Regions from separate parts of the Drosophila melanogaster genome. Here all the other regions are linked to region 2. A link is a contact called in public Hi-C data. All regions are on one chromosome and are shown on one strand. The core of a region is the stretch at or near the end of the contact, and the rest is flanking DNA. Distances in the headings are between cores, read along the strand shown. Region 1 holds the start of Grp170 (Grp170 co-chaperone). Region 2 holds the start of z (zeste). Region 3 holds the start of CG13760.

Region 1 (4,660 bases), core at 608-3,107, 170 kb before region 2:
TCTTCCAATGGTTTTGTGGCCCTGGGCCAAAGATCCTCGCAGAGTTGCTCCAGCTTCTCACGAGTGACGGGCAATTTAAAGTCAATGTCCTCTATCAGGTTTTCGATTTGAGCGAAGAACTCCGTATTGGCGGACAGGACATTCTTTAGTCGTCCTGCTTCCTTGAAAAGTTTGGCCAGTGCTCGGGGACTGGTGGTCACATCGGTTTTAGTCTTCTTTAGGGCATTAAACTCCTGCGCCAGATAATCACGCAATCTTAGTTGAATCTCCAGGCCTCCCAGAGTGCGATCATAACCAACGCCAAGGACCTGCACCACCGGGTTGATCTCCCTGGTTTGTTTATCCTTCACCAACTGATAGCTGACCACAGCGGCTGAGGTTTTGTAGGCGCCCATATCGTAGAAGAGGAAATACTGGGCCGTTTCGTTGATTTCGCCGCGATGGAAGACGCCGTAGTTTAGAGCCACCGCCGCATAGTCGTTGATTAGCTGGAGTACCTTAAGATTGGCCAACTGGGCGGCGGACAAGAGAGCTTCCCTTTCGGCTTGGCCAAAGTAACCGGGCACGGTTAGGACGCACTCGGTTATTGGCTGCTGTACGGATTCCTGGGCGAACTGCTTGGCCTTGACCAGCAATTGAGCAACCAGTTCCTCCACGGAGAATTCATCGGTGTCGCTTTTGCGGAAGACCACGGTGTTGCGCTCCGGATCACCCACAATGTTGTAGTATGGGAAGCGTTTCCTAAAAGCGATTGATTTAGAGATAAGTCGATGGGACGCAACAATGACGTGGCCCAAAGCAAACCAACCACTTACCTATACAAATCCACAATGGGATTATCGATGGTCTTGCCCAGCAAATCCAGAAGATAGCCATAGGCCGAGTTGGGATCCTTGATACCAATTGTTTGTGCATCCTCGCCAATGGTTCGCGTTCCATCGCGGAAGGCTAGGATCGCGGGCGTCTTGCGCTTGGACTCGCGATTCAGGGCGATTTCCATAGGCACTCCAGGCGACACAACGCCCACTTTCATCCACTCGCTGCCCAGATCCACGGACATCACGGCGGCTCCCTGGGAAAGGGCAATCCCCGCCAGCAGGGCGCTCAAAAGGAGCACGAGTTTCATGGTCTGTGCGGTTGAAAGGTGTTCAAATTAAAGCATTGTGCACAGGATTAGATACCCCATTAAGTACTCCATATGTATTTACCCTCTGCATTGTAAGATCTTTCTAGAAAGACCAACGATTTAACTTAAAAGGCTAACATTATACAAAAATTCACCAACTACTTTTACCTATATTTCTTAGCTGCATTAATAACACAAGAATTAGTTGGGTTTTCAACAGTTTTAACAGATAATTTGTGGGACGAAAAGTACGTCTGGCTTATGCGAGGAAACCTGTGTTCATGTGGCAGCGGAAATAGTGTTTAACTCGTACATAGATCTATATAGTTTACCGGTGAAATTACTGGGGAGAAATGGCTTTTAAAAAGTCTTCACGGAAAATCAGTGAAGAGAGCATTAACCTTTTACTTCCACAATTCTTCCGCGATTCTTTCACTTCTTTTTTTTTGCAACGCAAGCAGCTGTCTGCGCCCCGTCACCCTCCCTCTGCCTATCCTAACTCTTCCATCCTTCCAGCCAAGTACCGCTTTCCACTTACGTGTCCCGTTTCGTTCGTCGCTTCCAGCTGTCCTTTGCCACTCGCACTCTCCAATCGACTTTTATTCAGAAGTCACCTATTTATTAATTATTCAATTCACAACGTCGACTGCTATTCGAGTTGTTAAGTAAAAAACAGAGTCGCCGCGATTAAGAAGAACAAGCAGCGGCACACGAAGAAGAAGAGGAAAACGTTGACGTGTTGATTCGACCGGGCGATAGCAATCGATAAAACAATCGAGAGACTGTCACTTGGGAAGGCAGGCGCTGCCACATCGCACTGAAGTGACCGCCACAATTTAAATACTTATTGTGTGCAATTAAATTCTTTTTGTACAAAATTTCGTGATTAATTGCAAAACACCAAATGAAAACCATACACTAAATGATTATGACCCTTACTTGGTTTAAGGTCAATGTAAGAGCAGGAAGATTTTTCCTACTCATTGAAAATCTGAAGTTATAACATATGTAGTTGGCAATTCCAAGTTTTTTTCTTTCAGGCAGCAAGTCAACCCACATATTGATAGCTCAGCATTCCCGCGATGACCGAATTTTTGAACGAAAGTGCTGACACGTTATTAAACTATACTTTGTATACTCTTTTTCTTGAGATTATTGACACGATGAGTAAGTTATATTACAATTCGATAGAATAAAAATTAACTAAAATTAAATCACCTAACACGCTTAACGTTAAATTTGTTGTAATGCGAATTGTCCTGAAAAAATTACAAAACCCAAACTAGATAACAATTCTTTTTTTCAACAATTATCTTTAAATTAAAATTGAATAGGTTCCAACTTCCAAACGTATAGGGTATTGAAAGAGTTAAATTAAGTTTTCTGCTCGCATCGCCAACTCACCTATTCACGTTAAAAAGAAATAGGTGACTGGAAAACGATCGAATCTAGCGAATTTAAATGGAATCGCTTCAAATGCAGAATAGCACAAAGTGAACCCACCGAGTATCCAAGCACAGCAGACTGCAATTGGGCAATATTCTTGGTGAATTTGTAAATTTCGCTGATCTGTTTTTCTCTTGGCCATATAAAACCCGTCCCGTTTCAAAAAACCATAGTCTTAATTCTGTGAGCTATGTGTGGACGACGACTGCTGTTCTTGGCGGCCTTTGGCTGCCTTTTGGCCAACGCGTTTTCGCTTCCGGCGACCAGGAATGAGGAGTTCGACGACGGTTTCCCCGAATCCGAGTTCGACTACGAGGAGAGGCACACTAGGGAAATTCCGGCACAGGCCTATGCCCCACCGATCGTTTACAATTCGCAGTCAAGCTACTCGCCGGCGAAGGACCAAGGATATTCTGCTCCTGCCGCCCCGGTTTATTCGCCTGCCGCACCATCGTATTCAGCGCCTGCTGCTCCGTCGTATTCGGCACCCGCTGCACCCAGCTATTCAGCACCAGCAGCACCCAGCTATTCAGCACCTGCTGCTCCATCGTATTCAGCGCCTGCAGCACCCAGCTATTCAGCACCTGCATCCTCCAGCTATTCAGCGCCTGCTGCTCCGTCGTATTCGGCACCCGCTGCACCCAGCTATTCAGCGCCTGCAGCACCCAGCTATTCAGCACCTGCATCCTCCAGCTATTCAGCGCCTGCTGCTCCGTCGTATTCGGCACCCGCTGCACCCAGCTACTCAGCGCCTGCGGCACCCAGCTATTCAGCACCAGCAGCACCCAGCTATTCAGCACCTGCTGCTCCATCGTATTCAGCACCCGCAGCACCCAGCTACTCTGCGCCTTCTGCCCCATCGTATTCAGCGCAAAAGACATCCTCGTACTCGGCTCCTGCCGCCCCAAGCTACCATGCTCCGGCAGCTCCAGCATCGTCGTATTCAGCACCGGCTGGTCCTTCATATTCGGCTCCTGCTGCACCCTCATATTCAGCTCCATCTTACTCAGCGCCTGCCTCAAGTTATTCGGCACTCAAGGCTCCATCTTATTCAGCTCCAGCCGCTCCATCTTACTCCGCACCTGCAGCTCCCTCATATTCCTCTTCTGCTTCTCCTTCATATTCATCGCCTGCATCGTCATCTTATTCAGCGCCAGCTGCTCCGACTTACTCAGCCCCTAAGGCTCAGTCGTACTCCGCTCCAGCCGCTCCATCTTACTCAGCTCCTGCTGCTCCATCTTACTCAGCTCCTGCATCTTCATCTTATTCGGCACCTGCTGCTCCATCTTACTCAGCTCCGGCTGCTCCATCTTACTCAGCTCCTGCTGCTCCATCTTACTCAGCTCCAGCATCTTCATCTTATTCGGCACCTGCTGCTCCATCTTACTCAGCTCCTGCTGCTCCATCTTACTCAGCTCCTGCATCTTCATCTTATTCGGCACCTGCTGCTCCATCTTACTCAGCTCCGGCTGCTCCATCTTACTCAGCTCCTGCTGCTCCATCTTACTCAGCTCCTGCCGCTCCATCGTATTCAGCACCTGCATCATCTGGATATTCAGCAGCGCGAGCGTATTCAGCGGGCTCTGCAGCACCAGCTTCTGGCTATTCAGCGCCAAAGACTTCTTCCGGTTACTCAGCGCCTGCTTCGTCTGGATCACCAGCTGCTTCATCGTACTCAGCTCCTGCATCCTCGACCGCATCCTCTGGCTATTCAGCGCCCGCGTCGAAGTCATCGGGTTACGCTCGCTCCGAAATGGATCATCAGATCCTTGGTATGGCGAGGACCGCTGGCGGCTACGGATCAGCCGCTCCTTCTGCAGCTTATGGTGCAGCCTCTCTCCCCTCACCGCCGTGTCCCAAAAACTATGTGTTCAGCTGCTCGAGCGTTTTTACTCCAGCACCGTGCAGTCAGGGATATGGTTACTGAATGCAAATCCAAAGCTCCTGGCCAAACTGACTTGAAAACGAGATTAATAAAAAGCGAATTATGTGTGAAACGAATTGAGTTTACCTTTTTATGCCAAACAACTTAGGTCACAGAGATATTTCGACCCACGCAGTCCATTGAGATATGCAAGCTTTTGATCC
Region 2 (4,836 bases), core at 2,112-4,611:
CGCTATGCTACAGGGCTTATTCGAGATAAAATTTGGCCCCCGAAATAGTTCTATCAATAATAAAAAAAAAAACTTAACATTAGTAATTCTACTGACTATCTGGCCGGCAGCAACGAAAAAAGTCTTACATTACCAATTCCTTATACTAAAGTTTGTATATTTTCAAATTCAATATTTAACTAAAACAAAACGAAGCAGCATTAACGTTTAACGACTTAGCTGCTTAGCTGTTTTTTTCTTTTAATTAAACGTTCTGCTCGAAATACATTTTAATGAGCTCAAAATGAAAACAAAACTTGATTACTAGTGTTTTAGCACAAAGTTACTCGAGCATTTGAAACGACAGAAACTTCTGTTAATGGCAAATTCCCTAGTTCTAAGCTTAATGATTGGCCAAATTAATTGGTTTTTTGGAAAACTAAACAGTACCGGGTGCCTTAAAGCTAATATTCGAGGGTTTCGAGCTGCTCTGCCGACCTGTCCTACGATTATCTCAATAATACACATCTAGTTTCGGATCCTTAAGTCTACTTGAAACTGTCTGTTTTTGGGGAACCACTTTCGCTTGCCGCTTAGGTATATTTCTCCTCGTTGTGCTGCTCCGCCCACTAGTCCACTAGTTAGTTGCCTCCTCTGCGAGCCATCACACCTCAATACTGTTCAGACTGCCCGACGATATGTTGTCCGTGTGGCTGCCCAGGCGCGTCCTCTTGATCATCGCCCTGCTCGGCATCGGCGATCTCTGGACCCTAGGGCTCCCTGGCACGATGGGTATGCCCACCAGGCCACCCGGATGGCCGGGGTGGTGGTGCAGATGCTGGTGGTGCGGCGGCAGGTTGTTGTTGTTGTTGTTGTGGTGGCTCAGGCCAATATTGAGATTGCTGTGGCTGTTGTGCACCTGCTGGTTGCCCGAGGTGCGTCGCTGTCGCCGCAGGGATGGTATCCTGGTCGGCGTGGGTGTGCCCTCCTCCATATGAAAGCCCCCGGGCTGCTGGTGACCCCTGACACTGCGCTCCATCATCGGCGACGGCTGGTGCGTGGGTGCCTGTTGGTAATAGGCCGAGTGCGGAGGCACCGGCGGCGGCTGCTGGTGGTAGTCCAGTCGCTTGTGCATCAGAGTGGGCGTGCCAGGCGGATGGTACGGCTGTGCGTGGTGAAGGCCATTCTGATGCAGTCCAGAGTTGTTCTGTGGAACATTAGGAGACATAAATTAGCAGGATAGGGCACTAGGCGAATCGTTATTTCATGAGTGAATGAATGACAATGTTGACAAAACAATATCGGCTGGGGGTTGGCTTATCCTGATTGCGGAGGCGGAAAAGCAATAGCACATGGGAGTTGTATGCACAGACTGTCAGCAAGATGATGTTGTCAAAATTGGTATACAGTGTTTGTTTGTATCGGTTGGTATGCGCCCGTGTGCTATTGTTTTCGATCTCAATTGCAGGCTTACTTGGCCAGCGCCGTTTGCTGGTTTCTTGGGCAGCGGAGGTAGCGGCTTGCTGGGCGCCTCCAGCACCGCGTTCGGAGCATCCAGCTGCTCCTGGTCGTGTTTCTGAGGGAGATTCAGTTTAATTGCAGCGTCGCAGGCCTCCAGCGTTTCGCAGGAGGACGAGGCAACCGCCGGTAGCCCCTTTTCATCTTCGTGTCCGTCCTCATCCTGCTGCTCTTCCGCGTTCGACCGCTCCAGGGCTAGATCTCTGGCCATGCAGTTGCCATTTCCATTTCCATTCGCCAGCGGCGGCAGGAAACGCAGCTCCATCACGTTGCGGTTCTGGAACATTGGACTCTCAATTTGCGGGCGAATCTCGACGAGATTTGGCAGAGTTACCAAGCGAAAGTGACAGAGACAGCAAGAGAGAGGGCAAGCGAGACAGAGATACCACGTTCGAAGGGGTGTTTACAATTTGAATTTGAATTTTGACCAACCAACCAGCGAAAAGTTTTGGATGAAGCTGTGTGAAAATTGAGCTCGAGTTTAGACCCGGAAGTTCATGGTTTACCTTATCGGATGCCGTTTCCTGGGCCAGCGGATTGGGCGTAATATTCATCCTCGGAATCACTCCGTTGAGGCGCCTTACATCGCCACTTTTGTGGTGGCCACCAACTCCCAGGACGGCGGAGGTAACAAAGTCCGCTTGAATGTGTTCCAATTGCGGTTTGTTCTCATCTGTGTATGCAGAGATTTAATTTGATAAGCATGAGAATATTCCACTCCATTAAGCTGGACTTACCCTCCGGCTGAGAGTTTTCCCGTCTCTTTAGGCAAAGGCAGACCACCAATGAGGCGATGAGGAGTAGTATGCCTCCGCCAGCGGCACCTGCGATCAGTGGATATAAGGAGTTCTGGTGCTGTTCCACTGCCTTATTGGCTGGCACTGGCGTGGCCGAAGATGAAGCCGGTTGCTCGTGCGTTTCTAAGAAGGAACACAAGTTAAAACATATTTTAAGGCCATCATAGCCCAACCTGAGCTGCACTCACTTCTGGTCCTCGCTTGCCGAATAGCACTGAATTCAGAGGCTGCGTCGGAGTTGAACGATTGCAATTTGAACTCATAAGGGGTTCCTGGACGAAGGAGGTCTATCTTGAAGCTCCTGCTCATTCCGCCATCCACCGTGGCCTTCAAATACTCCGCTGCTGAGTCCGCTGGCCTATAGTAGGCATAGTACCCGTCTATATCCTCATTTTGAGTCGAGGATACCAGGGACCAATGGAGCACCACGGCCGACTCGGAAAGCGTCTCCACCTCGCGTAGTTCCGGCACTGGCAGATTCGACTTGGACGTTCCATTCTGCAGGAAGAACTTGAGGGAGGTGTTGCCCTCCTTGTTGTCGTTATTGGAGTACACCGCCACGATCCGGAAGCGGTAGTACTTGCCGGCGGTCAGTCCCGTAACGGAGGAGGTGAAGTTCTTGGGCGGATTGCCCATTTCATACTCCCTGTCCCGGTTCCGCGCCCGCCAGTGACTGTTCCCCTGGCCAGGCCCGGATCCGTGCGCGTTTCCGTACGGGATATTGTCGCTGGTCGTCTGCCAGTTCTTCCTCCGATTTTTTCCGTCGCCCAACATGCGATACTGCACCTTGAAAAAGGTGATCTGGAGTCCAGAGTTTTGTGGCACACTCCAGCGCAGCATCACGGACTCGTCCGACAGACGGGTGACATTGGGTCGTGACGGAGGCACCATGCTCGCTGTAACAAGCGTTTTTATTAGGTTTATTTTAATTAATTGTCTTGATGTTATTATTTACAATTCTGAACATTTGAATATCTGGCGTTGCCAGACCAGATCATCGATGTACATTTTCATATAAAATCGATGATAAGGAATAAGATCGGATAATTGCTATTCAGAAAGCTCATGAACACTAAGCAACTGACGGAACAATAAATTTATAGATACAAAAATGTAAATTGTTAAAAATGCTGCAGAAGTTAACTTGTTAAAATTAAACGTGTAAAAGACCAACATTATCGATAGATTAGTGATGCAGAATTTAGAGTACACATGATATCGATTGGTATCGACACTACGGCATCGATACCAACTCTCGCATATCGTAAGTGTTTACCAGCTCTGATATTCGAGTGAAAATGTGTGCGTGTAAGCGATTTATTTATTGAGCGGCGACTCTCGGGCGTCCAAAAACTTTTTTATTTCTTTATGTAAACCAACGCGAGCCAAGTCAAGTGCAATATAGAATTGGTGGCTGCATGTCGGGTGCAAGGGGTACCAAGACGGTGACTGACGCACACTAACACACGGGCGCGCGCGCTGCTGCGTCTGTGTGTGCGTGTGTGTGTGCCAGCCACTACTGTGTGTGTATAAGTGTATACAGCGAAGAAGAAGCAAGGACTCAAACTCAAGTGAAAAACTCAAAACAAACTCAAATGTCGGCGCAGGGTGAAGGGGGCGGTGCTGGCGGAAGCGGCGGCGGTGGTGCTGGTTCGGATGGAGGCGGCAATGCTGGCCAAAGCTCCACGGGGAGTGGCACAGTGGCGGTCACCAACGGAGGCAACTCGTCCGCCAAAAACCAGCTGCCGCTCACCCCGCGCTTCACCGCCGAGGAAAAGGAGGTCCTGTACACCCTGTTCCATTTGCACGAGGAGGTCATCGATATCAAGCATCGCAAGAAGCAGCGCAACAAGTACTCCGTCCGAGAAACATGGGACAAGATCGTCAAGGACTTCAACTCGCACCCGCATGTGAGCGCCATGCGGAATATCAAGCAGATCCAGAAATTCTGGCTAAACTCCAGGTGCGAAATAGTGTTTATGTGGTTGGAAAATGTTGCTAGAGTGGTCCAGGTTCCACAATTCCCACCTCAGCAAAATCTAGCTTTTAACTCCCTATCTTGTTATTTGTGATTTTCTGTTTAGACTCCGCAAACAGTATCCGTACAGGGATGGCAGCTCCTCAAATCTCAGCTCTGGTAGCGCCAAAATCAGCTCCGTATCCGTGTCCGTTGCGTCGGCGGTGCCACAACAGCAGCAGCAACAGCATCACCAGCAGCATGACAGCGTTAAGGTGGAACCCGAGTACCAGATTAGTCCCGATGCCTCCGAGCACAATCCACAGGCGGACACATTCGACGAGATCGAGATGGATGCCAACGATGTGAGCGAGATTGACGAGGACCCAATGGAGCAGCAGCAGCAACAGCAGCAGGAGGCTCAGGCCCAAGCCCAAGCCCAAGCCCAAGCTCAGGCCCAAGTGCAATCCGCCGCCGCCGAGATGCAGAAGATGCAACAGGTGAACGCGGTGGCTGCGGCGGCGGCGGCCAATGCCACCATGATCAACACCCACCAGATAAACGTGGACCAGATCAGTGCTGAGA
Region 3 (4,214 bases), core at 1,649-4,148, 140 kb after region 2:
GAGTTATAGGAAAAGAGTACCCACATGTATGTACCTAGACTTTTGCAAACGAAAATTAAAATTAAAAAAATTAATAGTGCTTAAATGTACGGTTGTAATGTAATGCGTACTTACCATTCGAATTTAGTTTATATTTTAAATCATCGAGATCTATTAGTAATAATATTATTAATAAGCTCCTCCCATAGATCTTCTTTACCATCCGCAGACAATTCGGCGATTGCAGCGGCTGTGACACCATGGAGTACAAGATGATTGCACCGGAGCACAGTGAACAGGTGATGGAGCATCTGCGGCGCAACTTCTTTGCCGACGAGCCGCTAAACAAGGCCGCCGGCTTGTGCCAGAACGGCAGCAGTTGCCCCGCCCTGGAGGCGCACTGTGCCGAGGCCATACAGCACCGGATGAGCGTGATGGCTGTGGACGCAAAGGAGAAGGATACCTTGAAAATAGTCGGCGTCGTCCTCAATGGCATCCTGAAGCCGGGCGACACGGCCAAGGCGCTGAGCAAGCTGGACTGCAACGACGATGCAGATTTCCGCAAGATTTTCGACTTGCTGCACAGGCACAATCTCAAGCACAATCTCTTCGAGCACTTCGACGTGGACTGCATGTTCGATGTGCGCATCCTATCGGTGGACTCGTGCTACCGTGGCCAGGGGATTGCGAATGAGCTGGTCAAGCGGTCCGTGGCGGTGGCCAAAAAGAATGGCTTTCGCCTGCTGAAGGCCGATGCCACCGGCATCTTCTCGCAGAAGATCTTTCGTTCCCATGGCTTTGAGGTCTTCTCGGAGCAACCCTACAGCAAGTATACGGATGAGAATGGCAAGGTGATCTTGCCCGTGGAGGCGCCCCACATCAAATTGCAGCAGCTCTACAAGGCGATCTGCGCGGATGACCAGGATGAGAAGAAGCAGTCGCTTTAAGGAGTCACCCGGCTGGCTCACATTTGGAACAATAATCTCATTTATTTTCTACATATACATACATTGCATAATCGTTATTGGAATGTTTTCGTACTACAAATATGGAAATTAGTTGGGGGGCGTTTAACGGAAAGTTAAAGCTAGGGAACAATTACTATTGTTCTGTGTTTAAACATAACTATGAAATAACATTGGATTTTCGGACTTTCCGTCGACGGTTTTTGGAGCGTCAATGGAACGCCTCTATAATGTACGAGTAGACGCTGCCTGGCACGTTTACATAAATATAATTTTGTAATTGTTTTTTTTTGTATGGGGACCAACTGCTAACAATACCTAAATAAAGTACACTGTTGTGCCAAAGTTAACCAGACAGCTTTTTCTCTTACCTCCCACTCGAAGTCCCCCCCTACAAGGTCTCCTCCTAAAGTCCTAATATCACAAGCGCAGATTCCAATCATCCGTTCTCATCACCTGGCAACCTGGCGACGGCAGGTACTTCTGTTCATCTGTTCATCAATTCATCTGTTCATTTGTTCATCTGTTCCGCTGGTTTATCCATCTACTACTCCCTAGTTTCCTTCTTCTCGTATATGAAAATGATGTCCTCGTCCGTGCCGTAGGCGCGTCGGGCCGTGTCCATGGACTCGATGAGGCAGCGACAAATGTCTGTGGAACGCAGCCAAAAACGAAAATCAATGAATTTTCAAGGATTGCTACCAAATGGAATACTCACGGCCATCGTGGACCTCGGGATTGTGGTAGAAGAGCTTCTGGGCGGCCATGTCATATCCGCAGAGCACCACATAGTGTCCGGCATACCTTTTGGGTCCATGGAGGCGTGTATTTTGAGCAATGCAGGGTATATGAAAACAGCTTTTCATTCGAGTGTGGATTTAAGGTGGTTTTTTGTGAATCGCCGGTGGCAAGAGGAACTCACCCGAACTTCTCTAGGACATTGCGCTTGCACACCTCGCACGTGAGCAGCGAGGCGTTGGTCAGCAGGATGACGGGTCCGTGGCGGGCCAAATGCCGCAGAATGACCTCCATGTCCACGGTGCGCTGTTCAACGCGCAGTCCATGGGCCCGGGCGTCCTTGAACTTGCGCGTCACGCGCCGTTCGTCCTTGTCGATGATCTTGGAGTAGTACGTGTGCTGCGCGTAGTTGGGATCGATCCCGAGCGTTTGGGTGAAGTACTCGTGGCGCACCTGGCCAAGAAGAGAGTGTCAAAGAAGTGAGCGAATGCAAATGTGCATCACGGCATGCCCACCTGGTAGCGCATCAGCAGATAGCACAGGTCGATGGTCCAGGTGCTCGAGCCAAATCCCTCCTCGCCGCACACGGCATCAAAGTTCCCAAGAAGCTGTTCCCTTTGCTGCGCCGACAGGATCATAATGATGCAGGACAGACCGCAGTCCCAGTTGTAGCGCTGCTGGTAGTGCGTCAGGTTGTAGTGCTTGCTCGGCGGCAGTCCGTTCATTCTGGCCAGCAGCTGGGCTCTTCTTGGCTTCTTGTGCTCCTCGGGTCCTCGAGTCCTTGGCTCCGTGTGCTTCGCGTGCTCCTGTGCCCGCGGCTGCGCTCCTTTGATCCTGGCGTCCAATTGGAAACTGAACTGGGAATGTTTTGGTCTAACAGCTTGGGCCAGTGTGGCCAGGTGCAGCTGTCTGCGGAATGCCAACTGTCGGCTATGTCCAGTTGAAAAAAATGCCAATTGAATTTTTTTAGATATATATTGTAAATATTGTAATTAAATAATATTTATACATAAATTGTGAGTCGCCAAAGGAGTTAGATGTATTTTCCTACAAATCTTGGTTGCTGCTAGGAAATTTTTGGTTTGAAATCTTAAAGGCGCAAAAAATGTTCTAACACTATGTAAATCCTTCTTAAGCCCTTCAAAATTGACAGTTCAGTTAGAATTACCTGCAATTTTAAGACTAAATAACTACTGGCAATTGGTATAAATTTAAATGCAACTGTACGCGAAACTTCAAACATGTATGAAACGATCTGGCAACGTCGAGCTAACTGCATGCAATTTGGCATCGATGTGCCCGATGCACTCCCCCTGATAGTTTCAGCGGGAAACTAAGAGTCCCATTCTAGAATCATCCCCCAAGGACGAAAACATCCCAAATCTCCCTAAAAAAAAAAACAAAAAGCAAGGAATCGAGTAAACACGTTCCACCACCGCTGTGGCAATCCGTGGCTGGTGCGCAACGGCCACACTGACGCGCTGACCAATTTTTAGTTATTAGTGTGACCTTAAGCATTATTATTTTCACGTGTGGCACGCAAACGAGCCAAAAAACCAAGCGCCTATTTAAACAAACAAATCACACGCCCAGCAGAGAGAGCAGCCGGTGACCACCGGTAACGGGAGTAGCTGCAGTTAATCCGACAGGCCCAACAAATTCGCCCGCTAATTGGCGGCGTTTCTCTAGTCGGAACAACAAGAAGAAGAAGCACGTGTGCGGCGTGCCAAAGAAAAAAGGAAAATAAACAAGGAGGCCAGGCCAAGGAGCATAAGCAGAATCCGCATCCGGAGGACATGGTGCCCATCGGAGCCGTGCACGGCGGCCATCCCGGCGTAGTGCATCCGCCACAGCAACCACTGCCCACGGCGCCCAGCGGCCCAAACTCGCTGCAGCCGAACTCGGTGGGCCAGCCGGGGGCCACCACCTCCTCGAACAGCAGCGCCTCCAACAAGAGCTCGCTATCCGTCAAGCCCAACTACACGCTCAAGTTCACGCTGGCCGGGCACACCAAGGCGGTGTCGGCGGTCAAGTTCAGTCCGAATGGCGAGTGGCTGGCCAGCTCCTGTAAGTACATACATCCCTATCCACGAATATCTGGGGGGGAATTTTATGGTACTGAACTGCTATTGGACTGAACAGGCAGCTTTGGCAGCTCAGTTAATGGGAATTGGGATGAAATAAGATCTCGGAAAAGAGAAGAAGCATTTATAGAATACATATTGTACATTCCATACATACAGCACATGCCTATTAAACTTCCACTTCTAACCCTCAGCCGCTGATAAACTAATCAAAATCTGGGGAGCATACGATGGCAAGTTCGAGAAGACCATTTCGGGCCACAAGCTGGGCATCAGCGATGTGGCCTGGAGCTCAGACTCGCGACTCCTCGTGAGCGGCAGTGATGACAAGACGCTCAAGGTCTGGGAGCTGAGCACCGGGAAGAGCTTGAAAACTCTGAAGGGCCACAGCAACTATGTGTTCTGCTGCAACTTTAATCCGCAGTCCAATCTGATCGTCTCCGGCAGC

Evidence for each region. A called contact is a pair of places that touch in the nucleus more often than the background predicts.
Region 1: a Hi-C map of the Kc167 cell line shows a contact between it and region 2, with 4 times the contacts expected there. The contact joins the promoter of Grp170 here to the promoter of z in region 2. A contact is called at or near these places in 35 of 107 Hi-C or Micro-C datasets (the Clone 8 cell line, the D17-c3 cell line, the Kc167 cell line and 16 more) and 1 of 6 datasets of contacts at active chromatin or transcription factors (the Kc167 cell line).
Region 3: a contact with region 2 is called in a Hi-C map of the Kc167 cell line, with 2.9 times the contacts expected there. The contact joins the promoter of CG13760 here to the promoter of z in region 2. A contact is called at or near these places in 29 of 107 Hi-C or Micro-C datasets (the D17-c3 cell line, the Kc167 cell line, the ML-DmBG3-c2 cell line and 11 more) and 3 of 6 datasets of contacts at active chromatin or transcription factors (the Kc167 cell line and the S2 cell line).

Annotation. Positions count from the first base shown.
Region 1 is chrX:2,273,211-2,277,870 of dm6, forward strand. It overlaps Grp170 (Grp170 co-chaperone), which reads right to left and starts at 1,858. Exons shown (of 3, transcript NM_130639.4): 1 at 1,665-1,858; 2 at 816-1,129; 3 at 1-741. The coding sequence starts at 1,126. It overlaps Vml (Vitelline membrane-like), which reads left to right and starts at 2,612. Exons shown (of 1, transcript NM_001316644.1): 1 at 2,612-4,571. The coding sequence starts at 2,763. The coding sequence ends at 4,499.
Region 2 is chrX:2,444,408-2,449,243 of dm6, forward strand. It overlaps z (zeste), which reads left to right and starts at 3,362. Exons shown (of 3, transcript NM_080312.2): 1 at 3,362-4,257; 2 at 4,379-4,836. The coding sequence starts at 3,890. boi (brother of ihog) reads right to left here. Exons shown (of 9, transcript NM_166940.3): 6 at 2,483-3,190; 7 at 2,235-2,417; 8 at 2,004-2,170; 9 at 1-1,186. The coding sequence ends at 644.
Region 3 is chrX:2,582,801-2,587,014 of dm6, forward strand. It overlaps CG13760, which reads right to left and starts at 2,899. Exons shown (of 5, transcript NM_130654.3): 1 at 2,851-2,899; 2 at 2,198-2,612; 3 at 1,867-2,135; 4 at 1,663-1,802; 5 at 945-1,595. The coding sequence starts at 2,407. The coding sequence ends at 1,492. wds (will die slowly) reads left to right here and starts at 3,180. Exons shown (of 3, transcript NM_001258574.2): 1 at 3,180-3,749; 2 at 3,961-4,214. The coding sequence starts at 3,479. AANATL7 (Arylalkylamine N-acetyltransferase-like 7) reads left to right here. Exons shown (of 2, transcript NM_001201613.2): 2 at 189-1,023. The coding sequence starts at 240. The coding sequence ends at 926.